2 separate regions of the Zea mays genome follow, and region 1 is linked to region 2. The links are chromatin contacts, called in public Hi-C maps. All regions are on one chromosome and are shown on one strand. Each heading gives the region's core, a stretch centred on a gene start, on an enhancer-like site or on the middle of the called end of the contact. The rest is flanking DNA. Distances are from core to core; before and after follow the strand shown.

What was found. A called contact is a pair of places that touch in the nucleus more often than the background predicts.
Region 1: a contact with region 2 is called in a Hi-C map of tassel, with 6 times the contacts expected there. The contact joins the promoter of LOC103636236 here to the promoter of LOC103637427 in region 2. A contact is called at or near these places in 2 of 25 Hi-C or Micro-C datasets (ear and tassel).

The regions. Positions count from the first base shown.
Region 1 is chr8:159,428,063-159,434,818 of Zm-B73-REFERENCE-NAM-5.0, forward strand. LOC103636236 (metal ion binding protein) reads left to right here and starts at 1,774. Exons shown (of 3, transcript XM_008658590.2): 1 at 1,774-2,344; 2 at 2,447-2,522; 3 at 3,408-3,855. The coding sequence starts at 2,135. The coding sequence ends at 3,568.
Region 2 is chr8:159,206,367-159,212,745 of Zm-B73-REFERENCE-NAM-5.0, forward strand. It overlaps LOC103637427, which reads left to right and starts at 3,059. Exons shown (of 3, transcript XM_008659625.2): 1 at 3,059-3,149; 2 at 3,731-4,069; 3 at 4,242-4,598. The coding sequence starts at 3,059. The coding sequence ends at 4,315.

The sequences.
Region 1 (6,756 bases), core at 524-3,023, 220 kb after region 2:
TAACCGTTTATTTGTAGGTTACACAAAATCACGGTTATATGTACTGTAGATTTGTACTGTTACGATGAAGTTTAAATATAGGTACTGGATGGTAAGATGGAGCAAAGGCTATGCAGACTACATTAACAGTACTGGTGCTGGCAAGAAAAGGCGAAAGCCGCTCAGCTGGTGACAGCATCTGAAACCCACACTGACAAAGACTTTGACGTCTTGCAGCACACGGGCTTTGATGGCGCATCACAGTACACAGTTCGCAAACAAATTGCACTGCACTGCACCGCACCGCGCATGCTGATGGACCGGGACCGCAGCGTCAGAGGACGCAACTAAAAAACTGGCTCGCCTTCAGTAGTAGTATGATATTGCTGCCGCGGCAAAGTAGTAGTATGATATTGCCCGCAATATTCTTCTTGTGCCTTCAACGTAGGGTCTACTGGGAGAGTGAAGGGGGGAAAAGCAGAGGAAAGGGAAGAAGAAAAAAAGGAAATGCCTCTCGTTCATGTTTTTGCTGAAAGGAGAGGTCGTCCCAGCACCGGTTAGGTTTGGCCAATCGGTGCAACGGCGGGGCCAATTTTCGTGATTTGTTGAGCTTCATTTTGGCTGCTGTTAAACTAGCTCTTCGGCCTTCGCCGTCAATATATTCACTGTTTTTTTTTAAAAAAAAAAATGCCACTTTGTTTGTGCCTTTGGTTAACCATTTGACCTTATACAGTTTCACTTTTTTTATATCTAAGACTAATAAGATCCTCATATGTTGGTCTTAATCTCAGCCGGTGAGTGCGGTTCTAAGAGAATGCAACTGTCGTCGTGATCACCGCTCCCATCTCAACGATTCCGACTCAGTGGCCGCTTCTATGTTCTATGGTTTTTAGTGACTAGAATTATAAGCAAAGCTAGATCCTAGACCCGCTAACACACTGTAACGCTTATTTTACCGCACAATTTCCCACCAAACTATCTTTAAATTCCACCTCAAGGCCTCTGGGCTAAAGAACATCTTCACCAGATTCAAAATAAGTGACCATTTTCCGTTTTTTTTCCCTTCTGTTTTCGCTATAACAATCAGAAAACCATAAATAATGAGGAATACTGGTAAAATTCAAGCGTCTACTTCAATTTTTTTCTAAAAACCAACTAATATAATATTTTATCTCTTTTTCAGGTTTTTTTTCTCAACTGGGAAAATTAATGTGACAAAAAAAACAGCGACGTCTACTTCTTCCATTCTGGGCCTATGAGAGGTGGGCTGTGAATCGCAGCGCACGCACACGGGCACACCACCAGATGCGTTTGGTGTGAATCGGATCTACTACTTTCATTCTGGGCCTATAAGATGTGGGCTGGGTTCATTAGGCCGGGGAATTTCATATTCGCCGACCGAATTTCAAGCTCTGCCGTCTCGTCTCGTACCACCAGCAAGTTTCATTTGCGGCAACTCGATCGCTTGAACGAATGACAGCGAAAGGCCAGCCAATATTCATTTTGGTGCATTAGCGTGATTGGCCCGTATCATATTTGCTAGTAAGCTTTTTGTGTCGACGTGTTATCTGGTGTCTGTTGCGTCTTGTATCCACAACATTTGGCAACTGCAATACTGCAATGTGTGTTTTTTTTTCTCGAAGGCGTGATTATTCAATTTCCACCGGCGCCAGTGAGCATGCACAGGTCGCACATTGTCACATGGAGCTAGACTAGAGGTCGTCGCCATCGTGTCAGTGTCTGCTCGTGATCAAACTGCCTGCTGCCTGCCCGCCCCAACCCAATGCACCCAACCAGATTTCTATTCACTTCTTGGAAGCTGCTGCTTCGAGCTTTTGAGCAGCACCCATGCTTACAGACATTTCATATACATATATATGCTCCTCGTACTCGATCTCCTTGCCGGCATTATATTGCCCCCACACCACACCACCCCCCGACTCCCCACGACCATTAATCTGAAGCAGTGCTTTGGTGTAGGCCTGCTGCTTGCTCATCAGCTCGCGTATAAACATGTCTCTTCCCACGCGGACGTCTAGATGTGTGTGCGTAGAATAGCGCCAGTAGATCCCGGCCAACCTTAAGAGGAGGGGAGACACAAACGGCTCTGGCTTCTGGAACTCTTCCGGTTGCTGACAGAGAGGGAAGGGGACATATGGGGAGGAAGCTGGGCGGCCTGGACAGGGTCCTGCACTGCTTCTCGCTCTCCCTGTGCTCCAGCGCCTGCGCCTGCGTACACTCCATGGATGAAGAAGAGGAGGACGACGAAAGGAAGGCCCTGCTGCTGAGCAGCCAGCTGGTGCAGCTCAGGGGCTTCGTCGATGGAGCCGCCGCCAAGACTCTCGCTTTCCATCTGGAGCCTAAGGTAGGCGGACATGTTAAAACCTCTCTGCTCATGCTTGTTAGCTATGTGGCTTGGCTACCTTTCTCCGTGATGATCAATATGGTCCCTGTCTGTTGGATGCAGACCGTGGAGCTGAAGGTGTCCATGCACTGCTACGGATGCGCCAAGAAAGTCCAGAAGCACATCTCCAAGATGGACGGTATGGTCAGAGAACTGATCCCCATCCTTAATTACCTACTTCTGTTTGGCATCCGTCCGTCCGTGATCAGATTCGTTTCATTGATTCCCCAGTGACTACAAACGCATGGTACTTGTGTGTGTGTGTGTGTGGGAAGGGGGGCGGGTCTTGACCACGAAAATGGCACGCATATACAGTAGCTAGTAGGGAATAGAATAGCACGTACAGTACAGTGTGGCTTGGGGGGCGAGCATGAGTCGTCTCCGCCCGCCGCTCAAGAGAGAGGATGAAGCTACAGAGGTCAACCCGATCGAGCAAGAGCAGCGACGGGACATGACAGACAGTAGTGAGCATGGGCCGGGCAGGCAGACGTGCCGGAAGAACCTGGCAGAGCGACCGGCATCCGTCACGCATGCTACACATATGTAGTATATAGTACTGTACTGGATGGAGATCAGGGCCTCCACTCTCCAGTGATCACCCGATGCCCGTGAGTTGGCGTCGTGTCGTGTCGTGTCGTGTCGGCTGGACCGGTCCTGGCCTCCTGGGCAGGCATGGCGCCCCGGCCCCCGGCGCATGTTCGCACTGCACTGCGCACATGTGCATGTCCGGCTCTGCTTGCCTGCTTTGCGCGCTGTGCCCTGTGGGGGATGGACCATGGATGGCGCTGGCGCAGTGGCGCCTGCCTTTTCTGCATTCCGGGAAACTTTGCGTCATTGCGTGAGACAGTCAAATTATTTTGGTAATAAAAGAATGCCGTCTCGTTTCCTGCCACCGGAATGGGCACATTTCCGTGCCTCGGATGGAGATCCATGATGTCTCTCTCTCTCTCTCTCTCTCTCCCTCCTCCCAGTCACAGTCTCCTGCCCAATTATTACAACCTTGTTGGGTGTCTTTTTTGCGCAGGCGTGACGTCGTTCGAGGTGGATTTGGAGAACAAGAAGGTGGTGGTGGTTGGGGACGTCACGCCGTACGAGGTGCTGGAGAGCGTCTCCAAGGTGAAGCTCGCGCGGCTATGGGTGGCCCCGGACCCCAAGCAGCAAGCCGCACAAAGCTTGCAGGCGTAGAGGATCTCTCATCACATCAGCGCTCCATATTTCGTCCTGCTACAGCGTGCGGCAGGCAGGCAAAGAACAGACAGGATTTGTACCGTAGGGACGAAACATTCGTTCCACTGAGGAACCGTGTCCACGCGTGCAAATCATTGAGGACGCGAGGGACATGTTGCTCTGTGTGTGTTTTTTTATGTAAAGGGCAGGCAGATGGGGAGGGGAAACATGTGCTTGCGTAAAACATACTACTTGCTTGTTGTTTCGCTCTCACACCGCATTCAAAAACAGCGAATCCTCTACGACAGGCGAACAGCATTGCACCTGAGCTAGCCCCTTGGTCCCTGCTACCGATCCACTCATGCCGAGTGATCCTTGTCATCGAGTAGGTTGCCACCGGTCTTCTCCTTTATTACTAGTAGATTTTCTTTCCGATGAAGTGCTCCCGGCCATTACTTCTTTTTGCCAACTTCAGCATTGTATCTACGCCTGCGCCTCGATAAGCATTGTACCTACGGACCTACCCGATCTCATTAAAGCACATACCTGACAAAGGATTGCAATAAGATCTGGTACTTTCTTTTTTGTCAAAAGGAATTTTGTTTTTTTTTTAGACTTCCAGATGGACCAGCATATAGCCGTCAGCCCGTCACTTTTCAGACGTGGAAGTTCCTTCTCCCCACATCACACCATTTTCAACACTACAAAAGGTTTGCTTTAATGTTATTAGCCCTAATGCATCTAGCAACTACAACCCATATTACTCTAGCAGTTGGATATCATAAAGTGTGGGCCTGTTTGGTTGTCTGCATAGCTGAGCCTGGCTCGTATCTAGTGAGTCTGGGTCTGACTGGACGTATACAACTTCTTGTGTTTGGTTGTCTACATGCGATCAGTTTGGTTTATGAGAGATTTTGTTTTGTTGCCGGTATGAATATTTATTGTATGAGTTAAAAAATGTTATTAAAAATTGTATTAGTAGACCGTAATTGTATGTTAAAATTATTTAATAGACGCTAACTACACATAAACACTAATTATATACTAATCTTAATCACGTAAATTTTTTATTCAAACTATACATAGCATGTGCGGTTTAGTTTCGTTCGTAAAAATATCAGAAACACATATATGAAATTGGTTCGGTAATTAAATCTTTTAATTACAAAATATAACAAAAAATCAACAAAATCAACATCTCGATTTCGTGCTTAGTAAACAGTCGGCTCAGCCAAGCCTGGCCGCGCGCGTGCAACCACGCCCCGCGTTCCCGCGGGGCCTGGCTCGCGGCGCTTTGAGGTTCATGTTGGCCTGTCTCTTGCAATACAGTGAACCAAACAAACACTGCATTTTGTATATGTAGATACAGTTGCACCTACAGGGAAGGAAACTAAACACATGGATAGGGACTGGCTGCGGTATGTGAGCCTGGCCGGCTTGGTACATGCATGGCTAGGCTCTACCGCTCTATGCATGCAACAGGTTAATGCTTAGATGCTTATATATGTGTCGGGGACCATAATTAGGTGTACCCTCAAGACGCCTAATTCTCAGCTGGTAACCCCCATCAGCATAAAGCTGCAAAGGCCTGATGGGTGCGATTAAGTCAGGGATCAGTCCATTCGAGCGACTCGATCACGCCTCGCCCGAGCCTAGCCTCGGACAAGGGCAGCCGACCCCGGAGGATTTCCATCTCGCCCGAGGCCCCCCTTCAACGGCGGACACATCTCCGGCTCGCCCGAGGCCCTGCCTTCGTTAAGAAGCAACCCTGACTAAATCGCCGCACCGACCGACCGAATTGCAGGAGCATTTAACGCAAAGGTGGCCTGACACCTTTATCCTGACGCACGCCCCCCCGGCAGAGCCGAAGTGACCGCCGTCACTTTGCCGCTCCACTGACCGGCCTGACAGAAGGACAGCGCCGCCTGCGCCACTCCGACTGCAGTGCCACTTGACAGAGTGAGACTGACAGGCAGTCAGGCCCTGCCAAAGGCACCACAGGAAACTCCGCTCCGCCCGACCCAGGGCTCGGACTCGGGCTAGGCCCCGGAAGACGGCGAACTCCGCTCCGCCCGACCCAGGGCTCGGACTCGGGCTAGGCCCCGGAAGACGGCGAACTCCGCTCCGCCCGACCCCAGGGCTCGGACTCGGGCTAGGTCCCGGAAGACGGCGAACTCCGCTCCGCCCGACCCAGGGCTCGGACTCGGGTTAGGACCCGGAAGGCGGCGAACTCCGCTCCGCCCGACCCAGGGCTCGGACTCGGGCTAGGCCCCGAAAGACGGCGAACTCCGCTCCGCCCGACCCCAGGGCTCGGACTCGGGCTAGTTCCCGGAAGACGGCGAACTCCGCTCCGCCCGACCCCAGGGCTCGGACTCGGCCTCGGCCCCAGAAGACGACGAACTCCGCTTCGCCCGACCCTAGGGCTCGGACTCCGCCCTGGCCTCCGCCGAACGACCTCCGCCTCGCCCGACCCAGGGGCTCGGACTCGGCCTCGACCACGGAAGACAGACTCGACCTCGGCTTCGGAGGAGCCTCCACGTCGCCCAACCTAGGGCGCAAGCCAGCCACGTCAACAGGAAGCGCCATCATCACCCTACCCCGAGCCGACTCGGGCCGCAGAGAACAAGACCGGTGTCCCATCTGGCTAGCTCCGCCAGATAGGCAATGATGGCGCCCCGCGAGCTCTGTGACGACGGCGACTCTCAGCTCTCTTACGGAAGCAGGAGTACGTCAGCAAGGACTCAACCGCTCCGACAGTTGTCCCTCCGCCAGGCTCCGTTGCTCCTCTGACGGCCACGACATCACACCAGCTGGGTGCCAAGATCTCTCCGGCTGCCACATCAGCATGTACTTAGGGCGCTAGCTCTCCCCCGCTAGACACGTAGCACTCTGCTACACCCCCATTGTACACCTGGATCCACTCCTTACGACTATAAAAGGAAGGACCAGGGCCCTCTTAGAGAGGGTTGGCCGCGCGGGGACGAGGACGGGATAGGCGCTCTCTTGGGGCCGCTCGCTTCCCTCACCCGCTTGGACGCTTGTAACCCCCTACTGCAAGCGCACCCGACCTGGGCGCGAGACGAACACAAAGGCCGCGGGATTTCTGAGAGCACCTAGAGGGGGGGTGAATAGGTGATCCTGTGAAACTTAAACTTATAGCCACAAAAACTTATTAAGTGTTAGCACAATAATCACCAAGTGGCTAG
Region 2 (6,379 bases), core at 1,809-4,308:
AGTCACTGGCAGCGTTTGGTGCTGCGCCCCGCCCCCGCGCCGTGGCAGTCGCAGCCAGGCACGTGCGCCTGTCCTCCGGGTACTATCTGGGGACACGCATCTGCAGCCGTTGGATTGCGAGGCACGGGCCCAGAGGGCTGCCGTCGCCGGGTACGACCGGAATCTGCCGTTAGGCCGACTCCAACATAGTTTAGCTACTGTATACTATAATGCAATATCGTCGGCTTGTTTGTTTGGCTTTAATCTACATCGTCTTCTACCGCTTCTATATTGTATTGTCTCTATAGATTACAGTTGCAACAATTCGAACAACTGGCTTTAATCCAAAGCGAACAATCTTAGGTGTGTAGGTGAATTATAAGACTGACGAAAGTTATTGGACAATTATAACCGGTGATCCTCAAACGTTCCTCGCTAAACGAAGATGTATATGACCAAGAAAAAGTTACATTTATGGACAACTCAAATGACAAAGTCAAAAGTTTGGGCAAACTTAAGTCAAAAGAAAAATAGATCTTTTACTATCTGTCACAAACTTTACTCACACTGGAACTTATGAACAAGTTGTTCTATAAATCACCATCTACTTTAGATATACCTTCTAAAACTTTAGATGTATCTTCTGAAACTTTTTCCAAATTCAAAAGCTCAGTACCTTCCTACAAATTAGTGAATTAGGAGGGATTCTTTTTTGCAGAAAAAAAAGGAAAAGTATTACTACCTTTCAAACTTGCATTTGAAATGTGAAATATTTATATGAAGGGGAGATATCATGGCAATGCAGCGAGGTTGGTTATCTAATTGGCTAGTTAAACATGACATGGTTCATAGGTCATTGGGCTCCGATCATCGAGGAGTAGAGACTTACAAGTAAAAGCGAGGGATTGAGATTCCATCGTTGTCATTTTATATGTATATGGTTAAAATGATTTACGTTCCCGATGTGATTATGATCAAGTTACAATATCAAATCATCACTCAATTTTAAATGTGCTTCTAGTTGCTTCATCGAGCTTTAACTTGCTATCCATTGGACAAGTATGTGATATTGGCTCTCAATGAGTTGTTGTGTCAAAGATGGACAATGATCAAGTCATATTCAAAGGCGTTAGATACAACAACTTATATAGTGGGTTTCACTTCCAAATATGCAAATTCGAGGACATGCTTATTCACTAAGTCATCACTTGGGTAGTCATGGCATAGAAGGCTTTGTCATGTGGGAATAAGTACACTCAATAAATTATTGAAGAAACAGAAAGGTTAGAGGTTTGAAGATGTTGTACTTGAGAAGGACAAGCTTTATAGTGTATGTCAAGTCATGAAGTTGCCAACATTATCCAACCATCGCTTTCATGTCAACGTCAAGACAAATAGAGCTTCTACATATAGTAGACGACTGTTCAAGATATACTTAATATGTGGTTCTTGCTTTAATACAAGACTGAAGTTGCAACAACCTACAAGAAGTTTGCCAAGAAATCACAAAATGAGTTTGAAATAAAGATCAAGATAAAAAGTGACAACAGAAATGTGTTTAACAACACAAACATAGAGCGATATTGTGATGAAGTTGGGATAAAAAAATGAAGTAGTTGTTCATGGGCGCATAGACAAGCTCCTCTAGAAACCATTGTAACTAATATTTGTTCATGTTTTATTGCATGTACAAATTATCGCTCTTTGCATCCGATGGTAGGGTAACTGCACAAAGCTTCGACAATATTGACCAACACAATATTTGAAAATCTTATGAAGCAATGTTACGACCAGTGATTGATGCATTCTATCCCTATAGATTTTGCACAGATAAAATATCTTTAAAATTTTCATTCTATGTGACTACAAAGAATGAAACTTCTCTAAATAGTATGAAATGCCAAATATCCTTTACAATAATGCTATTAAAGCAGTGTAGGAAGAGGCAAAAATCTGTATCACATACATTGTTCCTAACAAATGGAGAGTGTCCATCAACTCAAAACAACAATCACTATGACATTAGAGGATTCCTCGACCATTCAAATGGACAAGTTATCCACCTACAGTCCCAAATTGGTAAGTCACAAATAATAATAGATGTATGTATCTCTCACTAAATATTACAAAATATTTCTCAACAAAACATAATGAACTCACAACCCCGTCCATTAACATATTCGTTGTCACATACAGATCGCCTCCAACCGATACAAAATTTGTCGCCAATAAGGAAAAGATCCAAATGCACACCTTAGATCTAAGTGTTCAACTGTAGCTAATTATTTTTAGCCATAGTTAAATCCACTTTATTATCTATTTTCTCTATATTATACAAAAACCTACTATTGATGCAAACCAGGATGTTCAACCCCTCGTTGCTACACCACCAAAGAGGTACACAATATTTTCAATTATCAGGAAAACACTCAATCTTCTTTATGTAATACATAATATCTACATAGACATTCTTGATAATTTTCTTTCCATAATGCTCAAATACGACGCTCAGCATACTAAAGGCAATGTTTAACAGAAAAATAACACAAAGACCTACAAGAGCCACACCATCTTACCTACTTACAACTCACCATATGTAACATTTTGTAGTGTGCTGAATGTCATGAACAACTACAAATCTAATCTCACTTGATTGCGACCAGCATTTTGCAATAGATAGAACATTGAGATAAACTGGATGGTATCTAGAATCTTCAAGTACCTAAACATGGCACCTATGTAAATATCTTATGACCATGCTAAGTTGTAAACTCCGCATTTTGCAATGCACGAGAAATTGGCATAAACCAAACGGTTACCAAAAAATCCAAATTTTTGCAACATATGAATACATGGGAGGGGCAAAACTATCATATATGTAAATTTATTTTAACTGTATGGATAAGGGAACATGAGATAGTCCTATAATTTATGAGAGAAGGAACATGAGGCCGAAGGAGTATAAACCTAACGGTTACCAAAACTATCCAGTATGTCAATGTCAATATGTGACAGACAAAACTATCTTATATGTAGATTTATATTAAAGGAACACGAGATCAAAGGAGTATAAACGGAAATGTGCACAATACATGACAATAAATTCTCGCCGTCAGCTTCCCTCGTCTATTTGCCACAGCCGGTGCGGGGCTCCGGGCTCGACTGGGCTGGTGGGTGAGGGCCGAGGGGCTTTCCCTGCTGCCGCACGCACGTGAGAGCCGGATAGGGAGGGAGAACGGGATGGGGGGCAATAATTGTGGCGGGCGCGTACGCATGGAACCGTGGGGCTTCCCCCCGTTACACTTTGAATGCAACCATGATGATGATGATTGATGATGGCGAGACCCGATCCACGCTCTCGTGTACTCGTCGTGTGTGTGTGTGACCACCGGCTCCCGGACTGGAGTTGTGGCTTGGATTGGGTTGGTTGGATTTGGATGGATGTGCCCTCCCCACCACCTGCCTCCGTTACGGTTCCGCTTTTTCGGGCAGCGAATCACGCATCGCGGTTTCCGGCCATGATTACGCCTCGCTCGCTGACCTTAACCTACATCGTTATTTGTTGATTATTACTAGGCACTAGCGTGCACTGCGTGGGCCGTGGAAGGATGGGTGGGCTTGTGGGCTGCTATCTGCGGCCTGGGACTCCGCCTTTTGTATTTTTTTTGGCACAAATGGGCTTTACCTAGCGGACGCTGGCCGCGGATCTTGCTTGTTCCAGGATTTTTTTTTTTGTAATTTGGATTTTCAGCATGGGACAAGCAATTTGATTGTTTTGACCCGCCTAACTCAACACCTGATTCAAATTCGGCTGGTGCCGACCCTGATGGACGACGCACACGCACTCGAAACTCCGACAGTCTGACACATCCCCGCCGCCGCTGCACCTGCCTTGCAAAATCTTGCGGCGGGGTGCGGCAGGCAGCACGCAGCCAAGGAACAACTGGACACCGACACGAGATAGTCAGAAGAGGCTGGCCACAACCTCTTGCTCTCGCGTCCGTCCTAGGCGCCGCGCTGCTGTGCCTGGGCGCCGCGGCCGCCGCCTCGCCGCCCACCATGCCGGCCGCCGGCAGGTTCGCCATGGAAGGTCGTCGTCAGTGTGCATCCGGCTTTAATTTCAGCGTTTGAAAGGCTTATCGTTTAATTTGTGTGCCGCGGTTGTGCTTGTCGAAGCAATGTTGCAGTACTGACCGGCCGGCCTAGTTGATGGGAGTGTGTGATGGTTCCTTCTTCTTATTTTTCTTCCTTTTACTTGTCAGGAATGGCCGTCGACCAAGGGATAGCCCACTTCCTCGTCCTCGCGGCGGTCTTCGCCGTGTGCCTCTTCCGCTGATCGTCGTCCGTCAAGGAACCGGTGCCTGCATGCAGCTGAACGATTTCATCAGTTCGTGTATCATTCTTTGATTATGTTAGAGAGTTTGTCGGCCGGCCCCGTGCGAATGCTACTAACAATGTCGCAAAATAAGGCGGTCTCCGAAAAATGTGAGCGTCCCTTAGCATTCGACGGTTCAGGGTTTGAATCAAAACAACTTATCACAAACGTCGTGCTCGATCTGTCCATTCCCGTGTTTTGTTCCCCTCAGCTCTTTGTAATTTCTGTGCAAATTGCAAATCGCGTATATATATATGTGTATATATTTGGTGGACTTGAGGATCTGTTTCACTGTGTTGGACACCAAAATGAGCGGACGGTCCGGCCCGTGGGCCCGGACGGTCCGCGTGTTCCGAGATTAAATTAACTCGGATGTTTATCCTTACCTCGTGCGTGATTATCCATCTAATCACGTGTGAGTTTGTTGGTTATCTCTTAAGAAAAGGTCCAGACCTCCTCCCCTATAAATATAAAGGGTACGGCCGATTGAGAACCCTCGAACACATTCCAATCGAACCAATTACCTTATTTACTTTTCCTGCTCTAGGAGTAGATGTAGCATAGTTCTAGTTATAGTCTTCCACATATCCACCTCCACTCCTATTCGACTCTACGTCGTCTAGATCCGTCTTGGGTGGCCTGCCGATCCCAAGACGACCCTAGGATCTCACCCCTCCCGGGGGGCAAGATCTAGTTGTCTATCTAAGACCTCCTCCTCGAATTGATCTCTTAATTCCTAGACGATTCCACGTCGTCTGGGGACGCCCCGGTGACCTGTCGACCCAGAGCACCTTAAGATCTTTTCCCCCAAGGGGACGAGATCTAGATTCCAGCAAGGAGGAGGAAGACGACCCTGTCGCCAGGTTGCGGACCGTCCGGCTCTAGGGCGCGGACTGTCCGGCCGTCAAGCAGAGAACCCTAGCCTCGCGCCAGGTCGCGGACAGTCTGGCCCTGTGCCGCGGACCGTCCGCGCCTGACCAGAGAGCACCGCCGCTGGTTCTTGTTGAGTGATTAGCGCCCCAAAAAGGCACCAACATACTTTTTGGCGACTCCGCTGGGGACGAGGTTCAAGATCTACAAAATCAGGCTTATATGGCCGATTCTAAAGATCTCAACAAGGCTTCTCCAAACAGCTGCACAAGGCTGACTAATTTATCGGCCGCTGAGCATAAAAGATTAAAAGATGACATGAAGAAAATAGACGAGGAGGTCCAACGACAAAAAGATCAGGTGCTCAAGGTGGCGGATAAATGGTTCCTCTCGCACTTCAGGGTGGATTGCCACCAGAAGACCGTCCAAGAGAGGAAAATAGACGTCGATTACATGTCATCTGTGCTGCAACAGCTCCCCACAATAGGTGATGCCAGGTCAGTCGATGATATTCCATCTATTAAAATTTCTTTTGATAATCGGATTAAAAGTATCACAGAGGATATAGAAAAGATGGCACATGCATCAGGAAAAACTCACATGCCTAGTTTTTATCACATAAATTAGGCGCCAAAACAATTGCGCCAAACACATCGACAACAAATGGGTTTCCCCAGCCATATTCTGGTATGCCGATGGACTCATATCCAGGACCACCGTCACCACCATCTTCTCCAAATGGTGAGTCAACTCTGAGCACGACCGGACCGTCCGCACACAATCGCGGACCGTCCGGCCCTCCGTCAGACCGTCCGACACCCTACGCCGGACAGTCCGGAGTTACACAGAGCCCACCACAAGGGTCACAGGTGTTGCCTGACGTGACCGGACAGTCCGAGGATAGTACCGGACCATCCGATCCACTCGCAGACCGTCCGACTGTGCAGGTCGGACCGTCCGGAGCACCAGAAGTCACCTGTGATCCGCCTAGTGCGGAAGACCGACATAAATATAATCGTCCACCCAAGCCTCAAGAACAAAAAAGTCACATGTCCCTGAGCTTGTTTGGCCCACTAAGGCCAAACCTTCTGTTCGCTCTCACCCGCACTCCACACAAAAGGAAAAAGTTAAGTTCACATTTAATATTAATAAATG